Linked DNA regions of Mus musculus: regions 1 and 2 are each linked to region 3. Evidence: chromatin contacts called from public ChIA-PET and promoter capture Hi-C data. All regions are on one chromosome and are shown on one strand. Each heading gives the region's core, a stretch centred on a gene start, on an enhancer-like site or on the middle of the called end of the contact. The rest is flanking DNA. Distances are from core to core; before and after follow the strand shown. Region 1 holds the start of Lig3 (ligase III, DNA, ATP-dependent). Region 2 holds the start of Ccl5 (chemokine (C-C motif) ligand 5). Region 3 holds the start of AI662270 (expressed sequence AI662270).

The links. Promoter capture Hi-C pulls out the DNA fragments that hold promoters and counts their contacts. ChIA-PET counts read pairs in DNA pulled down with a chosen protein or histone mark.
Region 1: a contact with region 3 is called in a promoter capture Hi-C map of pre-B cells, with 4 times the contacts expected there. The contact joins the promoter of Lig3 here to the promoter of AI662270 in region 3. A contact is called at or near these places in 3 of 39 promoter capture datasets (the C10 cell line, the HPC-7 cell line and pre-B cells), 2 of 484 Hi-C or Micro-C datasets (B cells and hematopoietic stem and progenitor cells), 5 of 115 datasets of contacts at active chromatin or transcription factors (bone marrow-derived macrophages, epiblast stem cells, large pre-B cells and 2 more) and 1 of 9 other capture datasets (macrophages).
Region 2: an RNA polymerase II ChIA-PET map of memory CD8 T cells shows a contact between it and region 3, with 12 read pairs. The contact joins the promoter of Ccl5 here to the promoter of AI662270 in region 3. A contact is called at or near these places in 1 of 39 promoter capture datasets (hippocampal neurons) and 1 of 115 datasets of contacts at active chromatin or transcription factors (memory CD8 T cells).

The regions. Positions count from the first base shown.
Region 1 is chr11:82,778,845-82,782,519 of GRCm38.p6, reverse strand. Lig3 (ligase III, DNA, ATP-dependent) reads right to left here and starts at 1,411. Exons shown (of 20, transcript NM_010716.3): 1 at 1,244-1,411. It overlaps Gm11423 (predicted gene 11423), which reads left to right and starts at 1,478. Exons shown (of 3, transcript NR_126067.1): 1 at 1,478-1,664; 2 at 2,222-2,385; 3 at 2,585-2,919.
Region 2 is chr11:83,528,426-83,531,989 of GRCm38.p6, reverse strand. It overlaps Ccl5 (chemokine (C-C motif) ligand 5), which reads left to right and starts at 1,472. Exons shown (of 3, transcript NM_013653.3): 1 at 1,472-1,604; 2 at 2,723-2,834. The coding sequence starts at 1,529. The region is part of intron 2 of Gm32650 (a long non-coding RNA gene); the gene reads right to left.
Region 3 is chr11:83,221,670-83,225,274 of GRCm38.p6, reverse strand. It overlaps AI662270 (expressed sequence AI662270), which reads right to left and starts at 1,699. Exons shown (of 4, transcript NR_015519.1): 1 at 1,624-1,699; 2 at 965-1,065; 3 at 644-823.

The DNA.
Region 1 (3,675 bases), core at 162-2,661, 440 kb after region 3:
CACAGCAGGTGTACTACTAAAGAAAGGGTTGGAGACCAAGCCTACCCATCTACAGCGGGGTGGGGAGGTGGGGGCAGATATCAGGCGACTTGGTTTTCTCCAACAAGGTGGACCCTAGCCAGACACCTTAGTTGGCCGATCCGATCCTCCCACCTCCAGCCCTAGAATTATAGGTATGAACCACCAAGCATGACTTCAGTTTATTTTCTATTATTTATTTTTCGGTTTTTTTGTTTGTTTGTTTTTAGATAGATTTTTCTATGTAGCTCTGGCTGTCCTGGAAGTCACTAGGAAGAGCAAGCTAGTGTTCTGAGTGCAGGGATTAAAGGCGTGTGCTACCACACCCGGCCCCAGTTTTATCTTAAAAAACAACAAAAAAACAACAACAATTACAACAGGACTAAGAGCTAGTTATGGTGGTTCTCGTCTGTAATCATATCAGAAGGCAAAGACAGAAGGATTGCTGTGCGTTCGAAGCTAGAAAGTCTGGTTTACTTAGTAAATTTCTGTCTAGCCAGGGTACGTCGTCAAGACCGTCTCAAAAGGAAAACAAGCAAGAAAACAAACCCCCCAAAGATTAGAACTACTTCATGGGGTGGTTAGGAAAACTACAAGGAGTACGAGGGCAAGCCGGACGTGGAGTTCTGAAGTTTGTATACCAAACTTGTGTATTTGACAATGTTCGACTTGGGGGAGGGGAGGTCCGTAACTGGCAGACTCAGGGGGTCACACAAGCCCTAACCGTTAAGAATCTGAGAGGCGAGTGAAGGCCGGCAAGGGCTGAGGAGGAGCTCAGGGCGAGTAGGAGTTCAACTTTCCGCAGAGTAGGGTGGGTAGGGTGTCGTATCGCCCATCCCGGGATACGACAAATAACTACCCGGGGAGACCGGCGCGAGGAGGCCGGGAGCCCGAAGAGCAAGCAGCACGCCGTTCTGCCCACAGGCTGTGCGGGCGAGCCGCGGCCGCGCAACAAGGCGGCGGAGAGGGACCGGCGGCGGCCCGGCCCCGACCCCCTGAGAATGCCCACTCTGGCATCCTGCCCTTCCCGGTGGCTGCCCAGGGTCCCGGGGGCCGCGGGCCTCCCGTGGGCTCCCGTGGGGGCGCCACGTCACGGAGGGTGTGCCCCCAGGCTGAGCGGCGGGCGGGGGAGGAGCCACGGCCACTCCAGCCACGCCGCGTTCGGCCCCGGCCCTCCCCACACGGCGCACCGCGGCCCGCCGCTCCGCGCCGCGCCGCCCCTCACCTGCCTTCTCGGCTGCCCTGGCTCTGACGCTCCGCACGAGCCACCGGACCAGGCGCCCACAAGGCCACGGGTCCCGCACGATGAATAGACCGCCTGTCTCTTTAAATACGGGTACTCCAGCCGGAGGCAGGGCGCAGGCGCAGTAACCGACTTGCGCCCTCGGACCCCGCCCCCTCCGGTCGCCACGTGGGTCGCTGTTCTATTCCTACCCGGAAATCTTGAACTGAGTGTTGGGTTGGAGTGGCGGCTTGGGGCGCAGCGTCCCTGAACTTCCTAGAGTTTCTCAGATTGTTAGATATTGAAGGTAGTGTTGAAAAATCATTGCAGTGATCCTAGGGATGGGAAGCTCGAGTCGTTCCACCTGTGTCTTCCGCACCGCAGGAGTTTTGCTGAATTAAAAGGCACTACTTTAATTAAAAAGGTAATTAGAAAATGTGAAGAACAGGGACTGTGGCCCCGTTTATGTCATTTAGCGAACTAGTGCTTCTAAACCTCAAATAGGCTCTGTGAGTTCAAGATGGCTAATTTTTCAAAAAATAAAAGTATTCAGGCCTTGTTCAGTCTGGGAAGGGCAAACAGTTGGGCTTTGTTAGGTAAATAAAGTGCAGATCGTGGAACTAAGTTCTATTTCTGAGGAAGAGTTTAGCTTTTTTTCCATAGGGAAAGAACGCTGTGAGGGGTCACTATAGTTGAAGCTGGTCAGGGGAGAGACTAAGACAAGCCGACTCACTAAAAGGCTGTTGTCCATATCAAAGTGGCCTTGAGATGGAGAGGAAGGTGTATGCTTGAATCTGTGTGAGGTGCTCAGTTATTTGTTCATAGAAATGAAGGGCTGATAGACGAGGTCTTTAACAGAACTGGAGAATGAGCCGAGGGAGGCTCTCTGGAGTTCAAGGTTGAGTGTCTGCTGTACTGAGGCCAGCTAGATCCTGGTGTTTGAAATGAGGTGAAGGCTCTTTGTTTTCTCTTAACTTGCAGCAGGATAAACCTGGGTTTGGAGTTCGGAAGGCCTTAGGCTCAAGGGCTCCAGTTGAGGAAGCGTGAACATTTTGACTGGAGTTGATCTTAACCCAATGGACTTTCCCTGTGCTGACCAACCCTTTCATCACAAGCAATATATTCGGTTGCTGAGCCCTGGAAATGTAAGCAGTCTGAAGTGAGAGATGCTGTAAATGAACACTGTACACTGACAAGTACCCAACACTTCCCCAAAGAGAGTAAAATACCTCATTAATAGTAATAGTGCATATATTCCAGTTATTTGCTGGCCAATTTTTTATGTGTTCGGTTAAAGAATATTTACTGTCACTCACCTGTTTGGTTTTACTGTCTTTGAACTAGGGCATCAGAAACGATGGGGCTGCGTGCTTAACTCCCATTGTTATGGCTCCAGCTCAGCACTCCACAGACAGAAAGCCTGTGGTGAGGAGCAGTGGGTATCTGCAAAGGCTTTCTCTTCTTAGACCGGGTTTCTCTGTGTAGCCCTGGCTGTCCCGGAACTCAAACTTTGTAGACCAGGCTGGCCTCAAACTCAGAAATCCACCTACCTGTGCCTCCCATGTGCTGGGATGAAAGGCATCTGACGCTGCCATGTTGCCTGCATCTACTTCTAAATGAATGAAATTCGAGAGCTAATGAAATGAATGGTTAATAAAAGAGTGTTGAACCCCTTAAAAGGAAGTTCATTATGTCTTTGTTAATGACGGAAGTGTACAAAAAGACTCAGGCCCTAAGTATTTGCTTTGCTTGATGAGAACTACATGGTATTCATAATCATCTCTGACTTAGGTGCCCCTGCTGTGAAACAGCGCTAGGTACCAAAGCTGCCAATTGCATATCTTTCCTTTCCTTTCCTTTCCTTTCCTTTCCTTTCCTTTTCTTTCTTTTTCTTTTTTTGACGGTAAGAGCACTGAACTTTCATTTAGCGTGAATCTAGATGCAGTGATATTTCTTTTCTTTTTTTCTTTTTATTTTAGGGAAGGACAATCTCACTGTGTAGCTGTAGGCTTATCTCCAATGCAGCAGCCCCCCCCCCCCCCAGTCTATAACAGTGGGAATTGAGCTGTATACCCCCATGCCAAGCTTGTATTTCTTAATAAAAGTGAGAACTGATCCATCAAGGAGAGGTCAAGTTTGGTGAAGAAAATAGGGCTTTGGAACAGCACAGTCAGACTGAATTTTGTTCTAGCCTGAGCTGTGTAAACCTTCATCTAGTTTCATGTCTGGGCTTCAGTTTCCCTAGTAAAATGGGGAAGTTTTGCACTTTATATTTAGCTCTGTGATCCACTGAATTGCTTTTTGTAAAGAATGTAAGGTCGGTTATCCATGTCCTACCTGCCCCTTTCTCTCTTTGCACGTGGATTCTGGGTTATTCAAGACCAATTCTTTTGTTTTGTTTTTGTTTTGTTTTTTTGAGACAGGGTTTCTCTGTG
Region 2 (3,564 bases), core at 223-2,722, 310 kb before region 3:
AACAGGACAGACTTGGGACCATATGAGCACATCAGTATGTTTAAATCATCTAAAAACAAATAGGTCCAAGAACTTACTGAATGCATCAGCACTCTCACCTGGACCCCATAAAGAGAAGAGCTAACATCATGATGGTAACAGCCTCCACCAGCCTGTCATCTGGCCACATGGTGTGTGTGTCACAGGACTGACAGCCAGAGAATTGCAGACTGTCCCAGGAGTTGGAGCTTAGATCCATTCCCACTGTGGCACGCCTTCTGGAACTACCACCCGCTGGCCCATCCACTTGGACCTGCCATCCGTTTGCTTTCCCATTGTCTATCTTGACCCAGCCTCCCATTCCCCTCCACTGCATCCATGTTCTTTACATTTTGCTCCTATGCTGGGACTAGACTGTGACGTTCAGCTCTGACCTGTGGCCCTGAAGCTTGACTCTGGACTAGGCACCTCAACAAAGAATAAGGCGGAGACTGATTGAATGCTAAGCATCCTCCTGTGCCCACCATTCACACACTGATTGAATGTTAGGCATCCTCCTGTGCCCACCATTCACACACATGCGCACATACACATGCACACACATGCACACACACATGTACACACATGCACACACATGCACACACATATGTACACACACATGTACACACACACATGCACACACACATGCACACACACACACACACACACACACACACACACACACACTTTTTTTAAATCTTTATTTCCACAGAGATTCTTTGTAGCCCTATCAGATCCCTTGACTCCTAGACAAACAGACAGACAGACAGACAATAAATAGATATTACAGATAGATAATAGATGGACATAGAGGACACAACTCTTTTGTTCCCATCTTAGTTACTAATGTTAACTCTCAGATCACATGTCACACACTAAGTGTAAGTATGCCTATATCTACCTAGTTATCTGGGAATCAGGATTACCTGGCAAATTCCTTACAACAAATCTCCTATACCTTGTTAACTTATTGTTATCAATGACACAAGTGTGGTCTGTTTCTGATATGGTATGCTCATGACAAATACTCTTCCATGGAGAAAACAGAAAGACCAAAATCAAGTCTGGGCTACAACTTGGGAATTTGCCAAGTGAAGACCAATGGCTTGACCTTAACTGACCCCTACTTGCCTTAAGACAACAGCTCCCTGCTACCTGGAGAGGCCCTGAGTGGGACGGCAGATCTGAGGGGGAGGGGGAGGGGGAGGAAGAAATTTTCCCCTACTGTATTTGGCCAGAGAGGGAGTCATCCTGGACTGGAGGGCAGTTAGAGGCAGAGTCATACTTCCAAGGGTGATTTCAGTTTTCTTTTCCATTTTGTGTTTTCATTTTATGACAGCAACAAGTGTTTGGTGTCTTTTGTGGAAACTCCCCAAGTCCTGGGGCTGGGGGGGGGCACTTCCTCTGCTACCCTGGCTCCCTATAAAAGGTCTGCCTGAGCTGCAGAGCACCCCTTGCAGAGGACTCTGAGACAGCACATGCATCTCCCACAGCCTCTGCCGCGGGTACCATGAAGATCTCTGCAGCTGCCCTCACCATCATCCTCACTGCAGCCGCCCTCTGCACCCCCGCACCTGCCTCACCATGTAAGTCGAGGGTTCTGACCATCACAGCCCCACTCTGCCTCGATGCCAACCCATCTTGATACCCAGACCTCCCCTTCTTTCCAATCCTACTGTGTATGCTGCTGTACATTCTTACGCATCCTTGACACGGCTACCCTGTCATCACTGTTAGATGTCTTGTATACTAATGGCAGGATCCTCTGAGGAACTTTTCTGTGTCTTCAAAGATGATATTATGAATTCTGCAGGCACTCCTTATTGTGAACTGGTGCCGGGCTGACCTTTGAAAAATGACTTGCTCATATCTGTCACCAGTGTGGTTTCTAAGAAATGTGTGATACTGTTTTAGGTAGGATGGTCTTTCATTTCATAGTGAGAAAAGAAATGGGGCTTGCAAAATAAATAGGTAGATAGATAGATAGATAGATAGATAGATAGATAGATAGATAGATAGATAGTGAACTAAGTACCTACCGTGGGTCAGGCACTGTGCAAATGAGTTTAATGTGCCATCCTGTTTAATACAAATAGTCTTTCAGTAGTTGCTCTTGTGTTGCAGTGGGAAACAGAGGCCTAAGAACACTGAGATTCTTGTCTAAGGGTGCACACTGCTACAATTGTGGAAACTGGTATTCCAAAAGCCCTATCTGACTGGGAAGCTAAGCACCACAGCTCTGCTGTGGGATGAATTAAGTGACCACCAAGAGCTTCTCTGGTCAGAGCCCCTCGCTACAGGCCAGCCAGGTCCCAGGATGCTATGTGCACTTTCAGGCCCCTCTTAGGATCGTCACTAAGTTATGGAGCTTCGGCTTGGGCACTCCCCCAGAACTCATGCTACACCTCGAAGACACCAAGCTTTGAATCCACCAGGGGAGCTCTGAAAGCCCTGCTAAGGGCAGAAGGCACAGAGCGAGGAGAGGGATCCCAGCAGGGGCTTACGGTACAGAGCACAAGGCACAGGCTTGGCTCACGGACCAGACAAAACAGGCTTCTGTTGAACTCTCCACCATGGCAAATGTGTCCTCTGAGCCATTTCTGCCAAGGTCGACAACGACAGTCACTGCTTTTAAGATAAATCGTGTAAAGAGCCCAGCATAGCTGGCAATGAATAAAAGGGTTTCCTTTCTTCCTTCTCCCAGATGGCTCGGACACCACTCCCTGCTGCTTTGCCTACCTCTCCCTCGCGCTGCCTCGTGCCCACGTCAAGGAGTATTTCTACACCAGCAGCAAGTGCTCCAATCTTGCAGTCGTGTGAGTCTCAGCCCCATGGGTTCCTCTGTGGGGTATAGAAGCCATCCCACAACCCCGCCGTGATCCTTCTCAGGGGTGCCCCCTCTCACTCCCACTCACTCTCTGGGCTCCTCTAATAGCTATGGCTCCTCGTCTCCAGCTCAGAGTCTCCAACTGTAACATTAAAGGACTAGACACAGGGAGCCCTAGAGCAGCAGTTCTCAATCTGTGGGTCGGGTCCCCTTTGGCAAATCTCTATCTCCAAAAATATTGACATTACAATTCATAACAGTAACAACATTACAATTATGAAACAGTAACAAAAATAGTTTTATGGTTGGGGGTCACCACAACATGAGAAGGGCCGCAGCATTAGGAAGGTTGAGAACCGTAGCCTTAGAGGCTCCTGCCTATAGAGATAGACACAGTTCCTAGGACACCAACCTTTGCCTAATCCTCTGAGGAACTAGGGAGGATGGATCAAGGTCAGTTCCCTAATTTCAATCAAGTAAATAAAATCTAAAACCCTATCCATTTAAGAAGTTATAATGAGACTCAGCTTTAAATATGCATATTGATAGATTTGGGGAATATAATAGGGTGCTTGCTGGCATGTTGTGTCTATGTGTACTGTCTCTAAATTGTGCATAGCCCTGGCGGGTATGCACAAATTTCTCCACGTAATGAAACAGATTCAGAGGCATTTGCAGGCCTACTCAAAGCTGCACAGTAAGTGAGGGATGCAGTCTGT
Region 3 (3,605 bases), core at 450-2,949:
CTCAGTGTTGGGCCACCTTTCCCCAACTGCACTTCCAATTCAACCATTTTGGTTACCAGACCCATCTCTCTCTCCTTTGGGCTTCCTGGCTGTTGTATTTTATAAAAAGAAAGAGAAGAAGGCAGGGATATGTTTGGTGGAGGCATAGTAAGGTGTTGGGGAAAGGGTCCCTTTGCTGGCTCATGCTGAGGCATCCCTTCCCCCTGAGGTACCAGCCACGGGATGGTATAATATAGAATAGAATGTAGGGCATAGGGATGTGAGTTGAGGGAGTAGAGACAGAGAAAGGCAGAGATAGTAGTGGCTGGCCATGAGCACGTGGAGAGTAGGGAGGGGAATGAGGAGAGGGAGGAAGTGAGTAAGGGAGCAAGGGCAAGAGGAGAAGAGCAGAGAGCAAAAGTGAGGAGGGGGCAAGCAGTCCCTTTTATAGTGAGTCAGGTATACCTGGCTGTTGCCAGAAACTGTGGGCAGAGCCTAGACAAAATGCCAACCCGGGCTGCTGCACCTGGTACCTCTCTTTCCTCCCTCCCTCTCCTCCATCTCCTAAAAAAGCTAGGGACATGTTCATTCTGGACGCTCCAAGAAGATTCTGCCCCGTGGCTCTGCCTCCCTTTCAATCCACAAACTTTCTCTTCCACTATACCTGGGACCAGTCCTCTTCCTTTCTTTTTATTTCTTTTTCTCATACACATGGCGCCGAAAACCAGGACCAGTCATGTTTTCTTTCTTTCTTTCTCTTTTTCATTCAGCCAAGATGAAGGATTTTGCCCAGAACCACTCCGGGTCCCCAGAAAATGGCGGCAGAGGTAGTTTGCAGAGTCATCTAAAGGCGTATACCCATAAAGCCATTTGGCTTTCCCATCAGGTCCAATTAGAAGCAAACACATATCTTTACGTACTTCCTGCTTTTGTACCCAACCCTCCCCCTTAATTCAGGCAGGGGCATGCATGTTTCCTCACTTACCAACTGGGGGCAGGCTCCTAGAAGAAACTTCCATGCCGATGTTTCAATGTTTCGTTTTGGTAACACAAACTAACAGGCAGCCACGAAAACTCTTGACCAAACTCAATGCAGTAAAGAGTGCATTTTATACAGGGCTTTTAATATGAAGTTTCCTCCCCCCCCCCCCCATCTAATATATAGGCTAACTTATAATTGGATTTTTAAAACCTTCAGGTTGGATTTTAAAGTTAGCCTGGATGCGGAGGAAGGAAGGGCCAGCCAGGCGATACAGAGGGACTCATGTGAGCCTTGTGGCAGAAACTAAAACCACATGCTGGTCTCCTTGTCCTTTCTTGACAGCCTTCAGGGAGGGTGACAGGAGCGGTTGCAGGAAGGATGTGATAAATCTCACATACATTCAAAACATTTCTCAGGCCTCATGGTTATTTTCTGTGTTTCCTTCTCTTGCTCTCCATGATCTGAGGATATTGTTCCTTCCGCACTGGTCAGTTTCTTCTAAAGAGGCCCCCCGTGTGATTTCAGTTATATAGCAGGACTTTCTGACCCAGAAGCAGTACAAATGATGACACAGAGGCTATCGGGTATTTTAAAGCTTAAGCCTATAGCTGGGCAGATTTCCAACCAACTTTCTAGTTCATCCCGATTTGTCCTGGCATTACCTTCCATGTGTGGCCAGCTCTGCGTCTCTGCTCCTGTTCAGGTCCATCTTTCATCTCCGAGGCCCCAGGCGACTTTGGCGCCTTTGCTTTCTTTTTCCAGAGTCCCTCCCCAGGAAGTTCTGCCCTCCACTCTCTGCCCAGCTATTGGCTGTCAGCTCTTTATTACAGCCAATAAGCAAGTAAAGAAGGTCTAATATTTACAAAATATAGGACCTCTGATAGGCCACAGAAATAATACTAAGAGGCAGGCAGATTTCTGAGTTCGAGGCCAGCCTGGTCTACAAAGTGAGTGCCAGTGACAGCCAGGGCTACACAGAGAAACCCTGTCTCGAAAAAAACAAAAAAACATAACAAAACAAAAAAACAAAAACAAAAAAACCCCGACAACAACAAAAAAAGAAATAATACCAAGATCCGGCTCGCACTCAGCTGTCTGGCTAGTGCTTAGTTTGCTGATGGTTTATCCCTCAACATTGAGTATATAGAGAGCCACCTTCACATAATGCACCCCTAACTCAACTACAAGGATTTTGCTTTTACCTTTGGTGCCAGATCGTTAGTCCTGGTTTTACTCAGTGCTGGCCAGTGGATGAAATCAAGAGTCATGACCTTTTGTCTTCTCTCTCCTGAGAAGATTCCATACAGCAAGCCTGTAAGCTCCTCTCAGTAGTCTTGGTCCGTATTTAATATTTCATAAATGTTTGCTTTAAATTTGGCCTGAAGTGGTTGCGTTCATTTTTTTTTTTCCCAGCAAAACCCAGTATAAACATAAACCCTGCAGATGCACTCAGGCGATGCTGGGAGGCAGAAATCAGAGTGGCCAAGGACCTGGCACAGTCATCAGTGTTCCAATGTCTAGTTGCACAGCTAAAGTGAGAATTCCCCAGGATGCCTGGTACTCCAGGGATTATGCAAGGATGCCTCTGAAACAGACTCCTGTCCATTACATTCTCCTTGTCAGACTGATGGAACCTCTATGAGACACTAGTCATTTGTTACAGTTGTCTTTGATGTCATGTATATTTTGGTCTCTTAAGTCAATATCTGATCCATCTTTGTGTGTTAAGACTTGGAAGGCTATGAAACTAGATGACACAAGAGGGACTGATGGACCTCTGAAGGAAAGAAGTCCAATCGTTACATGTCATTGTCCTCTCTTATGTATCTATCCTATGTTTGTATGTTCTGACTCAGGGCTGTAAGGCACAGCTGCACCCAGGGCTCCAGGTGGTGCCTAGCTCCACCTTCAGCTGCTTCTTGGGAGCAGGAAAACTGCATTGATAAAAACTTCACATCTCAGAACACTGAGTATGCATAAGGGGATGGGGTTGGATGAAGGATTCACAAGTAAATCCCCGGGCTCAATGGAGAGCTTTGTAAAACCTGGGGTCCCACATGGAAGCCAGGCACTGCCAAACTGCCTTGTCCCTCTTCTGCATCAGGCCAGAACCAGCTCCTGTCCAAGCTATGGATGAGTCTGATTTCTACCCTGTATGTTTAGATGTGGATCTTATGTGTATGAATGTACATGACCATTGCATGCTAGTTTCTGCCTGGTCACGAATTCAAGAATAAATGTTATTTCTTATTCCTTCTGCCAGTTACTTGTGCTCAGAATTCACCTCTGGTTTTCCTGAACACTGGATTTAATATAATAGAAATTCAAATGTTGTTTAAATATGGGTAATATTCAAATTGTTCTATAATGTTCTTCGTTATTGCTGGCTCTGAAAGTGGGTTATAGCTCACCTTTTTCAGACCCAGGCATGATTTTAAACTCCAGGGTCAAATACTAAAAGGATTGACTTATAAATTATCAGATATGGTTAAAAAAATCTATAATATCTATAACAAAGAATTAAGTTAAAGCTAGTAGTAGGTTGAGCCATTAAAAGCTTATACTTCAATATATTTAAAACATGCTGCATGATTCTACTCTGGGACATAAGCAACATGTGGCTGTCACAGACTTGACTGTGAGA